Linked DNA regions of Rattus norvegicus: region 2 is linked to region 1. A link is a contact called in public Hi-C data. All regions are on one chromosome and are shown on one strand. Each heading gives the region's core, a stretch centred on a gene start, on an enhancer-like site or on the middle of the called end of the contact. The rest is flanking DNA. Distances are from core to core; before and after follow the strand shown. Region 1 overlaps St3gal1 (ST3 beta-galactoside alpha-2,3-sialyltransferase 1). Region 2 has its middle 270 kb from the start of St3gal1.

Region 1 (2,713 bases), core at 89-2,588:
CACTATCCAGGAGCTTGACGATCTGAAGGTCTAGAGACCAAAGGAGGGAGGATACAGTTGGTGTTGCAGTCTCCGCTGTGGCCACACGGGTCTGCTAAAGGCCCATCACACTTCCTGGGAATGTGGCCTCCCTGTCAGAGGTGGGAAGGCTTCACCTGTGCCTCTCAAAGTAGCTCCCAACATGCAGGGTGAGGGAGGCCCAGAGGATAGAGTGACAGCTGTATACCCTCAGAACCTGGCAGCTGGAGCCACAGGTGCCATCATAGTCAGGTGAGAAAGATTGGCTCCTAGGCAGCTCAGCCACCAAGGCCTGACTAGCCAATTTTCAGATAAGATCATCTCTCCTCTTTGTCACCCTCTCCTGTGCCCCAGGTGTTACCTAATACCTGGAAAAAGCAGGCATGGGGAAGAAAGCAAGCAGAGACCAGCAGAGCAGTGCCCCTAAGCCTTCTGCCTCAGAATATAGTAAATGCATCATCAGCCAGGCTAGGCCTGGAGCCTGCTTCTCCCTGCTGAACCCCATCCTTACCTCCCTAACCCTTCTGCTCATTTAGCTTGTTCCTTGACTCTTCCTGCCCAGAGTCTGCCTCATGGCAACAGCTTTAACCCTTTCTCCAGAGTCTAATCCGGATCTTGCACACCCTACTGGGTGAACATGGGTAACTCCTGCCTCCACCCCAGACCCTTGCACAATCACTTTAACTATTTCCCAAGAGCCTGATCAAACCACCCTAGTAGGTAGATGTGGGTCCCTCCTGCACCTCCAGGCACAATCAGTTTAGCCATTTCCCAAGTCTCCTTCAGAGCCAAAGTTTTCCAAGCACTTTCTGCCCAAAAGCTTTTCCTTCCTTGCCTCCTGTGGCCCAGCATTGCCCATTTAAACTTTGCTTTCTCCTGCCCACATCTTATCATCCTCCTGATTGGTCTGAACGCATTTCCAATGATGTTAGCAAATCTGCCTTCCTCAGCCACTGCTGTTTTATTTATTGTTGAATATTTCCAATGATTTGAATCAAAGTAAATAAAAAGAGTTATTTTATTGTTTGGGTGTGTTCAGAGCTCTGCTTGGGTGCAGTTTCTCTTCGAGGGTTCGGTTCAGTCCTGAAATGGCTGTATGCATCGTCTTCTAGGGTCTCCTGGGATGTTGCCCTCGCCATTGGAAGGGGGCTCAGGAGACAGTGTGGAGCCATTCCCTGTGGTGTGACCGTTGTGAGTTTCCTAACCTCCATGAATCTCTGCTCTTGTCCATCACGTGGACTTGACTTTGCTAATCTTCAGAGGAGCTTGAGATCAAAACAAAGCATCCCAGGAGGCCCAACTGGATACAGGGCCTGTGACTCCAATGTTTGCTTAGCTGAGGTCCAGTGTACACAGAGGAGATAGCCACACCCTGGGAGGAACACAGGCCAGCTCTGAATGACAGAAGCATTCTTACTTGAATTTTTAAAGAACTATTTCCAGAAGCCTTCGAATGGAACTTGGCCATGTGAACCTGGTATGTGCCTGTGATCCTTTCCTCACGATTGGTACAGCACTTTACAGTTTATATGCCACCTCGCTTGCTTGCCCTTGCTGGTCCAAGACAACATGTACAGATGTGGCCCTAAAGCCAGGCAATGTGGGGGGTACTGCCTGGCTGTGTGAGCCTGACCAGGTTGCTGAGTGGCCTGTGCCTGACCTCCATGGTAAATTTGGGATAGTGACACACCCATTAATTATTATTAATTTATTATTATGTTATTATTAATTTACTATTATTAATTCACATGCATTAAGCACTGAGTTAGCACAGGTAACAGGCTTAGCAAAGAACCCAGCACTGGGCAGAGGCACTTCAGAGGAAAGGTAGCCAGTATCCAGCCCTGTCTGACTTCACCCTCGCTCCCTGTCTCCATCCCTGCCTCCTATCCTCAGTGACAGGCTTTACCATGCATCTTCTCTGTGTGACTCATTCATCTCTAGACTCCCCTTTCTTCTATCACATCTGTTTCTTCACCACAGGTCAGGCGTGTTCATTTTCAAAGCACACAGAATATACATCCGAACTGCAAATACACAACACACTACACATACACAGTGTACACAGACACAACACATACTACATATACACCTATATATATACACCTGCGTATGTGTATATATATAAAACATACATATACATATAACATATCACACATATACACATATACTCAATCAACACAGATCACACACATAAAAAACATAAACACACATCCTAACACAATATGCACTCTACACATATACAGTACACCAAAACCAACACACGTACACACACACACACACACACACACACACACACACACACACACACACCAGACCCAGTTCCCTTATACCGGCTTACGGTTTCAGTCGCACAATGGACAAGCAGCCACATGGTGGCAGTATGCTGTAGTCAGTCCCTGAGGAACCATGCCTGCCTGCCTTCCTTTGTCCCCTGTATGTCTCCTCTTGCGCTGTCTCAGACCTGAGTTCCTGGAATGTACATTAGCCAAAAAGCAGTAAGAATGTAAAGACATTTCCTGGCACTTCTTGCCTATAGTGGCTTTTAGCAGCAGCCAGTCCTCGGGACATCCCATCTGACCACAGTGTCTGGGAGAATTCAGAGTCCTCGAGGCTGCTACTGTTTTTAATATAAGGTATTTCAGCATCAATGGATTTTGAAATCAAAAAACTAGAGCAAGTCCCCTGATATGCA
Region 2 (2,740 bases), core at 72-2,571, 340 kb before region 1:
GTAGGTGGCACTATTCCCTTGGAAGGGTTTTTAAGAGTGGAGAAATTGAGCCCAGTTCAAATCAGTAAGTGCGCCTGAAACACACTAGTATTCTGCTCTTGTCTGTGGATGTGATATGGGCAGCTATTTGAAGTTCCTGCCTTGCTCACAATGATGGGCAACCTGGGATTGTAAGCTGAACCAAACCTCTTGTTCCCTAACTTGTTCTTTTTGTCTGGGTGGTTTGCCACAGCAACAGGAATGAACTAGAATAGATGGGAGCAGAGCAGGTCAGGCTGATGATCACCAAAACTGGTGAAAGACATCTGGTGATGGGGTCGTGGTCAGCCATAAGTTAAAACCAACCTTGGTTGACAATGACACTGTCCTTATATTCACACCTAAAAGTGGTCTACTGCCATTTCAGATTGCCAGATAAAGAAGCCATAGCAGAGAGGAACTGAATGCATTAGCTGAGAGGGCGGGGGGGGGGGGGAGTCTAAATTCCTCATTTTTAGAGCATTACTAAACAGGTTGAAATGCAGTTCCCTGAGATAGACTGGAACCAATTCCATAGGCAGGCAGAAGAATCCCTGGGTGAGGGGTGCTTCCAGACCCCTTCCTTCTGGCATGTAGGCAGGTATCTCATGCCTGAAGACATCTCATAACACAGATCTGTTAGATACACTGGGAGTTTCACTTCTGCATTAACATCAAAATCTCCCTGGAACAGTTACTAGGGCTATTCAATTTAAACAATGACCAGGATGGGTGGGGTCTTCCTGCTCAAAGCAGGCCACACCCTGCAGGCCCTGAAGTATTGTGCTCCTTAAGGTTCTGACCCCAGATACTTCTTCAAAGACTGAGTCTTACGCAGATTCTAGGATTCCAGAACAAAGCCAGAAACTCTCAAGAAGAAAGAGGTGTGGGTGGAGCTCTAGGCTAGTCTCTAATTCTTTGTTTTTCTTTCTTCTTTTTTTTTCTTTTTTTCAGAGCTGGGGACCGAACCCAGGGCCTTGCGCTTGCTAGGCAAGCACTCTACCACTGAGCTAAATCCCCAACCCCGCTAGTCTCTAATTCTTAAAGACACAGACACACATACACACACACACACACACACACACACACACACACACACTGCACATATGCATTGAGGTACATTATACTGTCATAAACTCATAAAGGAGAATGGAGGCATGACATTTGTATAGTGTCTCAAAAAATCATCTTTTACTATTGTCTTGTGTCAAGGTCATTTGCAGGGATACATGTTAGGTGAATAAAGATACTAAAGTGAACTGTATAAAGATATAATGGCATCATGACTGACGTTTCATCACCTTTGGGTGTTCTCTGGTTCAAAAGAAGGTCAGAAGCCACCACCACAGGATGTGAAAACCAGGACAAAGGTGTTGGAGTTACCTTAATGTTTGCCCGTCTCAGAAGCAAAGGAGGTATGTCTCTTGGGCTTCTAAGAAACAGAAATCGAGGGAAAGTTTAAGGAAGGAAAGAAGGAAGGAAGAGAGAGAGAGAAGAGACAAAGACAGAGTTACAGAGAGAGAAGGAGAGAGAGAAGGAGAGAGAGAGAGAGAGAGCGAGAGAGAGAGAGAGAGAGAGAGATTCATTTCTGATTTGACGTAAGGAGTTTCTTGTGTGCCTCTGAGAGCTAGAGTCTTAGGAGTTCAGACCGGTAGCTTCAGGTCTGGGAAAGTAGACAGTATAGCTCTGTTTTGAAGCCAGCAGGTCCAGAGAGAGCGTTGATCTCAGTTCATGTGCAAAAGCAGGAAAGACCAGAGCCTAAGATCAAGGCTATCCAGCAGGAGTAAATTGCACTTGCTCTCAGGGTATTCTGTTTTTGTTCTCTTAGGTCATAAACTGACTGAACAAGGTACTCCTATATGAGGGAGAGAGATGTCTGCCTCAATCCACCAACTCAAATGTAGTTTCCAGCCCAAATCATCCCCACATATCAGTGGTTCTAAACCTTCCTAATGTTGCCATGCATTAATGGAATTCCTCATGTTGTGCTGACCTCCAACCATAAAATTATTTTGTTGCTACTTCATAACTATACTTTTAGTATTGTCATGGATTGTAATGTAAATACCTGATATTCAGGACATCTGATATGTCACATATGTGACCCCTGTAGAGGGAATCACAATCCACACAGGTTGAAAACTCTTGCCATAGATAAGAATAACATGTGGTTAAATATCTGGGTTCCCTATGACCTGGTCAATTAGAAAGAGTTAAGCATCACAATGAGGTTTTCCACATAGAGGGGCAGCTTGGGAACAGTAGGAGCTGAGCCTTGATTGGGGGAAGCATGTGAATCAGCCACAGGCAATGAATAAGAAGACACTCACTCCAAAGTGCAGGAGGAGCCCGTGGAGAAAGAGCCTGCTCACACTGTCTACTATAGCACCCACATACTATTGATAGAGTCTCCAAGAATCTAACAGTGTTGTGGGAGGGCAAAAGTGTGTGCGTGTGTGTGTGTGTGTGTGTGTGTGTGTGTGTGTGTGTGTGTGTGTAAAACCTGAGTTCTGTACACAAAATTTAGTTTAGATTTTAAAACATCCCAAGAATTGGCTCTTCTAGAAAAGCAAAATTGGCTTGAGGATGGGTAAGCATAGAGAAAGCAATTCCTAAGTACATAAGTGGACAAGCAATAGTGTAAAAGGTTGGTGGCTGAGGGTAAGAGATTAATAATGATTACTGTCGTGCTTTAGAGGTAGTAGAACTGAAATTAATAACA

Evidence for each region. Hi-C and Micro-C count contacts between places; a contact is called where the count stands out from the background.
Region 2: a contact with region 1 is called in a Hi-C map of mammary epithelial cells, with 4 times the contacts expected there. The contact joins two enhancer-like sites. A contact is called at or near these places in 8 of 12 Hi-C or Micro-C datasets (the A7r5 cell line, the Rat2 cell line, Schwann cells and 5 more).

The regions. Positions count from the first base shown.
Region 1 is chr7:100,732,631-100,735,343 of GRCr8, reverse strand. St3gal1 (ST3 beta-galactoside alpha-2,3-sialyltransferase 1) reads left to right here. Exons shown (of 9, transcript NM_001013219.2): 9 at 1-1,044. Among named protein-coding and RNA genes, the nearest start is that of St3gal1, 68 kb to the left of the region's middle. Within about 2 kb of position 1,338, at least 8 of the 93 cell types and tissues checked have an H3K27ac peak or open chromatin away from gene starts, as enhancers often do.
Region 2 is chr7:101,069,327-101,072,066 of GRCr8, reverse strand. No RefSeq gene overlaps it. Among named protein-coding and RNA genes, the nearest start is that of St3gal1, 270 kb to the right of the region's middle. Within about 2 kb of position 1,321, at least 12 of the 93 cell types and tissues checked have an H3K27ac peak or open chromatin away from gene starts, as enhancers often do.